Linked DNA regions of Gossypium arboreum: region 1 is linked to region 2. The links are chromatin contacts, called in public Hi-C maps. All regions are on one chromosome and are shown on one strand. The core of a region is the stretch at or near the end of the contact, and the rest is flanking DNA. Distances in the headings are between cores, read along the strand shown.

What was found. A called contact is a pair of places that touch in the nucleus more often than the background predicts.
Region 1: a Hi-C map of leaf shows a contact between it and region 2, with 3 times the contacts expected there. The contact joins the enhancer-like site here to the promoter of LOC108463868 in region 2. A contact is called at or near these places in 2 of 5 Hi-C or Micro-C datasets (both in leaf).

Annotation. Positions count from the first base shown.
Region 1 is chr4:118,863,252-118,867,210 of ASM2569848v2, forward strand. No RefSeq gene overlaps it. Among protein-coding and RNA genes, the nearest start is that of LOC108459704, 6.6 kb to the right of the region's middle. Within about 2 kb of position 1,655, at least 2 of the 2 cell types and tissues checked have an H3K27ac peak or open chromatin away from gene starts, as enhancers often do. A contact at or near this core is called in leaf, where this site is marked.
Region 2 is chr4:118,812,217-118,815,972 of ASM2569848v2, forward strand. It overlaps LOC108463868 (UDP-glucose:glycoprotein glucosyltransferase-like), which reads right to left and starts at 1,408. Exons shown (of 37, transcript XM_017763842.2): 1 at 1,056-1,408; 2 at 448-891; 3 at 177-330. The coding sequence starts at 1,216.

The DNA.
Region 1 (3,959 bases), core at 405-2,904, 51 kb after region 2:
TGATGAAGCAATGTAATCACCCATTTGATTAATAAAGTAAATTCTCTGTTGCTTCATATTTTCTTTGTTCTTTATTCTCCCCATCTCTCTTTATTTTATAACAATCTTAAATTTTTATCTTAGCCATTTTAATTTTAAATAAATAATTATTAAATTAAATTATAGGACTTAATTAATAATTTTATTTTTGAACATGCCTAATTAATAAATTTAAAACTTATGTTTATGTATGTGTAATTTGGAGGCCATAACCCTAACATATAACTTTTGCAACTGTAATTTCTAATTAGCCCATCATCAATTAGAAATTAGTTATTAGAATATTTACACATATTTGGCTCATACTTTTAATTTGGGCTAATCTTTATGATAATAAATAGTAACATGTAATTACTATTATTATTTATGTGATGTCCATATTTTTCAAGATTGTATTCAAGAAATTTTCAAAAATTATAGCTTTTCTTTCAAAGTTATCAATAAATTTTACTCCAAAATTTTAAGTAAACTTTCGAGTCAAAATTTAAATGTGCATAAACAGAAACACATCAATAATAACATGAAATTAAGCTGAAATACGAGATCACAAATAAACAAACTAGAAATTTACATCACAATACTATGGAAATACAACACAACACCTCCACACACACATACATATATTGCCATATGACCTAATCTGTGACATACACATAAAAACTTGCACGCCATATTTAAAAATAAGCACTTCATGCACAATGCAACGACAAAGACCTATTCTTTATCTATCTATCTATTTAATCAAATATTGAAATAAAATAATTATTGATTGTATGATGAATATAAACATTGCACAAATCATGCTTTTTAAGGCATATCAAAAGTGAAACAATCTACAAATCCTGCAACATTCTAAGGTTATTCGGAAAAATAGTTGTTCCCGATATAAAATTGTCCCCAAAAGTATTCATGCAAAGAATGACATTTCTCGAAATTATTATTCATACTGTAGCACCATTTATTGAGTGTGCCAAACAACAGATAAAGACGTCGTATTTAACTATACGAAAACACAAAATTTAAAAAACATCAAAAATCGTCAAAGCCTTTTAAGCACTCAAAAACCTCACTAGATATAATTGTTTTCAGAAAATGTTTTTGGTGCATAGGGACAAGGGTAAAGCCGAAATATTTTTTAGGAGGGATCGAAATAAAATTTTAATTTTTAATAGTGTATATCTTTATAATTTTAAAATAATTAATTTTAATTTTTATAATTTTAGGAGTTAAAATGAAATTTTAAATTTACTGATTTAAAATTTTAAAAAATTTTAAAAGACTTAAATAACAATTTTTCATCTTCCCCTTAGATTTACCTATTCCTAAAGATCTTAGGCTTAGGAGGCATTTATAGTGATGATCCCCATAAAAACAATCACCATCACATGCCCAACTAGCACACAAAATAAAAGTAGTGGGCAAAATGTGGGGTTATTCCCACCAAGGTCTAACAAAAAAAACAAAAAAACCACCATCTACAATCTCTATGACAAAATCCCGATTTCATAATCATTTTTAGTTGTGTATTTGTAATGTTTGCTGTAAAGATTTCATGTTTGATTGATTCATACAAAAGTTTTCCAAGTTGTCACGCCAATTTAATCTCTGTTGTGCAAATAGTGAGAACAAATAAGCCTCCTTTTGTACTTGGATCTTATTCGTTGATGCATCAAAACACATTGATATCAGTACAACTAATATCAAAACAAAAAATAATTTTCTGGGTATAACTATAACACTGATTATCCAATTGCCATAATTTCTGGGTATGCTAATATCCAATTGCCATAATTTCTGGGTATGCTAATATCCAATTGCAATAATTATATAGTTGGGTCAAATCCAGGGGATTAAAATACATATTTCTCACTCTAAATCCAAATCATTATATGTTGAAAGAAACGGTAATCATTGAAATCTGTCTTTTTCCCAAGGACTTAAATTATTGTGGACATAAAGTCTGAGATTTTGTCCAATTTATTAAATGATGGGGTATGGTAGGTGTAGCAGGTGAAAATTTTTACATATAATAATAGATGAATAGTTAAATTAAGTATTTATTTTTTTGACATAATTTTTAAAATTATATATAATTCTTTCTTAATTTATAAATAGGAGGGTAATGTATTTCAGCGCATTTGAACCCACGTCCTTCTGCATTGACAATAATACCTATGCTAATCGAGGTAAGACATAATCAATAATATAGACAATATTTTAGATATGTATGATAGAGATATCATATCGATTTAAAAGTTATAAAAATATATTGGTAAATTCAATGGTTGAATTATTAAAATATTAATGGTATAAAATGTTATAGAAGGTTATAAAACTACTTAAATTTTGCATCAGGATAAGTGAATTGCTTCCCATGTTTTAATAATTTGATTGGTAGTCGAATAGGTTAGACCATCTATTTTTGGTTCAATCAGATTGACTAACAATTCAATAATTAATTAAAAATTTAAAAATTTAAAAATATAAAATTATAAAATCAGTTCAATCTTTGTTTTTTTTTCAGTTTTAAATTTTTATTGATTTTAAATAGTTCGCTCAAAGATTAGTTTAACCTCCATATCAAAATTGATATATAAATCAATTTTCACCCAACTAATTTAACTAATCCTTTTGATTCGATTCAAATAATTCTAATTATTGCTGAAATAGTTTTAAAAGTTGTAATTTAAAAAATATTTATCAAGATTCACCTGTTATAATAAATATATAAAATATTTCATTAATTTAATATATTTTACATAACAATACAATTTTCTCATCAAATCAAATCATTTATTATTCAAATTTGACAACACCCCAACTCATAAACCATTGTAACAGAACATACAATGCATTTTTATGGAAACCCCCAAAAGTACACAATCATAAGACCTAGTACAAGTTCATTGGTGGGACAATAATGCTGCCAGTTTCCATCATTTGCCTGAAATGTTGATTCAGCTCTAGCTTAAGGCTCACTTGCACAATTGAAGGAAATGTATTCAAAACTGAATTTTTACTGCCCATTTCTGCCGTCACAGCTCTGCAATTCAAATCAAAATCAGATTATATATTTTTCATTTAATTTACTCTTATGTTATTAATTATAAAAACATTAAAAATCATAAAAATTGAGTTCCACGAGCATTTTGAGATGTAAATTATTAATGATAACATCAACATTAATGTTCTTCAAAAAATCTTTTGTATTGATAAAATTACAAGACCATTCAACCATTCTTGTGACAAACATATTTTCATTCATTTCTCGATTGATCAAAGTATTTTGGTATCAAATATAATAGTTCTATACCGGGTCTTGAAGGTCGGATCAAGTGTAGGGATGTTACAAGTTACCACATCAATCTTGTTAAAACATTAACAGTTTAACATGTGGATATGGAGTTGAATTTCAAGAAGTTATCCGAGGAAACGACATCGAAATTAGAGTTACCTTTTACGTTGGAGGAGATTAAGGAAGCAGTATGGAGTTGTGATGAGTTAAAAGCTCCTGGGCTGGTTGGGTTTAACATGTGTTTTTTCAAAGGTTGCTGGCAATTAGTAAGAGAAGACCTATTTAATATGATGATAGAATTCTTTAGAACTGGGAAGCTAAAAAAAAGCATAAATTCTTCCTTCATAGCACTTATTCCCAAAACTGAACATCCGAATGATATTTCAGATTTTAGATCGATCTGTCTAGTGGGTTCTCTGAACAAAATAGTGGCAAAGGTGCTGTCCCGAAGGATCAGAGAAGTTATAGGGGATATTGTGAGTGATACTCAATGCGCATTTATAAAAGAGAGGCAAATCTTTGATGGAATTCTGATTGCAAATGAAATAATCCATTCGATCAAGAAAAATTCAGAATTGCGTGGTAGTCTGATTTTTAAACTAGATTTTTCGAAAGCATACGATTG
Region 2 (3,756 bases), core at 158-2,657:
GAATATTTTGATTGCAATAGGTAGTTTTATCTCAGATTATGCTTGTCAGTTAATATGTGAATAAATATTGTTCATAAAACAATAAAACTAACAGGAACTATCAATATAGCAAAAATCAAATGTGTTATCTGGCTTATGAGTAAAAGAAAATCTAAATCAAAGAATGAGAAGGCAACCTCTTTGGCAGCTTGAACTAGGGTAACATGGAACTCCCTAAAACATTCTGTTCCAAGAGCACCATACAGAATAGCAACAGGGCTAGCAATATTCGAATCAAAATGAATGTGATCAAAGTCATATAGTTCAGGCTGCTGAAAGGAGTCTCCATTGCTGGAAACCAACAAATGAAAGTAACAATTAATCAAATTATAAGTCACTTTTAGGCGTTCCAAACTGAAAAAGATAGTTTTGGGAAATAAAACATATATACACAAACAGCAACATTACACTTCATTAGGTCCCAGAAGCCACGACTGAAGTTCTGCAACATCAAAGAACAACTCCTCACCAACGTCCACCCAACAACATTTCCCACGAGGGCTTTTCGGGTTTACACCAACAAGCAAGGGATCCAATTTTTTAGTTCCCACAGCTTCACTATCATCAACCCCACTCGCATTGTGCGAATAACTATCATCAGACAACGGAAAAGAAGAAATAGACTCCTCGGCTAACTGACGGTAAAGCACCAATCTAGGAGATGCTGATCTCAAAGTCAAGGAAAATTCAAATAACGATGCCAATTGTTCGCTCAAAAGAGAGCTGCCATGTTTCAAAATTTTCACAAGGCAATCTTTAGCTGAATGAGAATCATTATCAGTTTTTCCAACAAGTAGCCAATCATCAATGAACTCCCAAAACAGATTCTTCGACTCTTTGGAAAGTAATTCACTGTAACAATTAGGGAAAAAAAGACAATTAAATAATCCATTCCCAAAATTACACTACGAGAATAACATTTAACATAAACAAATAATCAAATACCAACAGATACGAATTCCACAACAAGGGAATCATAAACCAAGTAAGGACAATAAGAAGAAAAGGGAACAGACCCGGCTTCCAAAAGCAGTGGAGTACCGGACCATTTAGCGCGAATCGCAACTTGAACGTTCTTTGGTCTGCGATTTTGAGCTCCAACAAAAGTGAAACCAGAACTTAACAAGCAAGTGAGGAGGATCAAAATGCAAAACCGAGATCTGAAACAGGTATCCATTGGGGTAAAATCAAAGGAGATTTTCCTATTGGATTCTATATGGTTTCATATAGAAAATGGATCCAACATTTATGGTGAGCAATTAGAGATCGAGACTTCGACGAGTAGTAAGTGACAGAGGGACGACTATCTGAGAAGACTTCGAAGGAAAAAAAAACCAAGGCAGGGCGTTTATTGGCGGCTTTATCGTCTTTGTATAGAAAGATAAGGGCATTTTCGGAAATCTAGAACTTTAAAATGAAGTATTTGTTTTGGGTTAATTGTATCAAATTAGTCCCTCTATTATTAAATAAATCAATTTAGTTCATATACTATTAAAATAATCAAATTAAGTCCAAAAGAGTTAACGTTTTCTATGTAAAAATATCTTAAAAATTATTATTTTTAATTTCAAACAAAATATTCCATTTATAAAATCATAAAAACTTTAAAATTATTAACTTTGTTAAACAATAAATAATATTTTTAAAATAATAAATGTTAAGTCTATTCTAATTTGACATTTGATGTTTTTAATAATATAGAAACTAAATTAATCTATTTAATAATAGAGAGATTAATTAGATACAATCTCTATAATATAGGGATCTCCCAATTACTTTTACCATTTTATTAGTTAGAATCACATCATTTTACATTAAATTTAAAGCATGTAATTTGTAATGGAAGATTGTTATAAGTGGATTCTCTCATGTTCGTGAGTTAGTTTATCCGTTCAGGATCGAAGACTCACTCGAAATTTGGAAGGGTTTGGACAAAAATATTAGGTCTAAAAAATAAATTTAGACAAAAAAATTAGACTTGTTTAAAATATGAGTCGGACTCGGGCTTGAACATTTGAAGCCTGAGCTCAGCCTAACCCAACCCTTTTTAAATTTATAATACTTTATATTATGTAATTTATAACACATTAAAAATAAATATATATTAAATATATAATACTCCTCTAATGTAAATATAAAAAAAAATGTTAAGATTACTATAAAAAAATTTCAATAAATAAAAAAATATTAAATATTAAAATAAAATAATATAAATATTTTTTAAAAATAATATGGGTGGGCCTAAAATGGGTTTGGGTTAGTCTTTTGCAAATATGAGCAGGTTTGGGCAAAATTCTATGCCCAGATTTTGGGCGAGCTTGAGCAAGCATAAAATATGTTAATATCATATTTAGGTCTGACCGAAACCTGGCCTGACCCGACCCATGAATATCTCTATTTTTCTCTCATCCTTTGTTACTCGAGTTTAACGTTTTTATCTAATATGGTAATTTTTGTTTTTTTAATCTAATTTAATATATGTATTTATAAAAGTTATATATTTTCATTCCCAAAAGTAATATTTGAATGTTAATACTTGATTTGATGAAAGTTAATTACTAATATTATTAGGTTTTAATTTTCATGATTTTTTAATAGTTTAGTGTTAATTCTGAATTTATTTAATTTTGCGATTAACTTGTTAAATACAATCCAATAGATGTGATTTAATTCCAATTTGAGATTGATTTGATGAAAGTTAATTGCTAATATTATTAGGTAATTATAAATTTTCATCAAATCAACTTTAAAATCTAAATTAGAAACTAAAATATTATCTTTAGGTACTAAAATGTATAACTTTTGTTAAATACAATTATCACATTAGAAAGAAAAAAAGCGTCGAACTTATGCATTAAGCCTTTTTTTTTAACTTTAACCACAACTACATTGAGCTCCAATTAAATATAAAGTTAAGTTGTATCGAACTTTAAACTCAAAACAAACTCTAATAATATTATTTTCTCTAGAATTAAGATGTTTAATTAATTCTTTAGATTTAATTTGTTTGAATTTTCATTTAATAAAAATAGTTGAAAATCTTTAAATATTTTAAAAGTTAATTTTAAAAATTGATGAATTGAAATTATCCTCTTAAATAATTAATTAAAATTGGAAACACAAAACAAAATGATACTAACTTAATTGGGACAAAAATCATATTCTTTCCAAATTAATACAGCATAAATTGTAGTGTACAATTTTTTTACTTTTAAATCTATTATATAAAAGCGAAGTATAAGGGAGCAAATAGATGTTCTTATGGGCCGGATCGGGTTAGTTTTGAGTCGATTCGAGTCTAAGTATAATATTAACATATTTTATATTTGTTTAAGTTCAACAAAACTCGAAATCTGAGTTTAAAATTTTTCTCAAATTTATTCATATTTGTAAATAAAACTAACCCAAGCCCATTTAAAACTTGCCCATATTATTTTTAAATTTAAAAATATTTTATTTTATTTTAATATTTAATAATTTTATTCATTGAAAATTTTATATAGTCATCTTAACATTATTTTAATATTTACATTAGAGTAGTACTATATATTTAGTATAGATTTATTTTTAATGTGATCTAAATTACATAATATATAAAAATAACATAATATAAAATATTATAAACTTAAAATAGGCCAAGCCAGGTTTAGACCTTGAATGCTCAAGCCTGAGTCTGACCAATATTTTAAATGGGTCTAATATGTTTTTTGGCCCCTC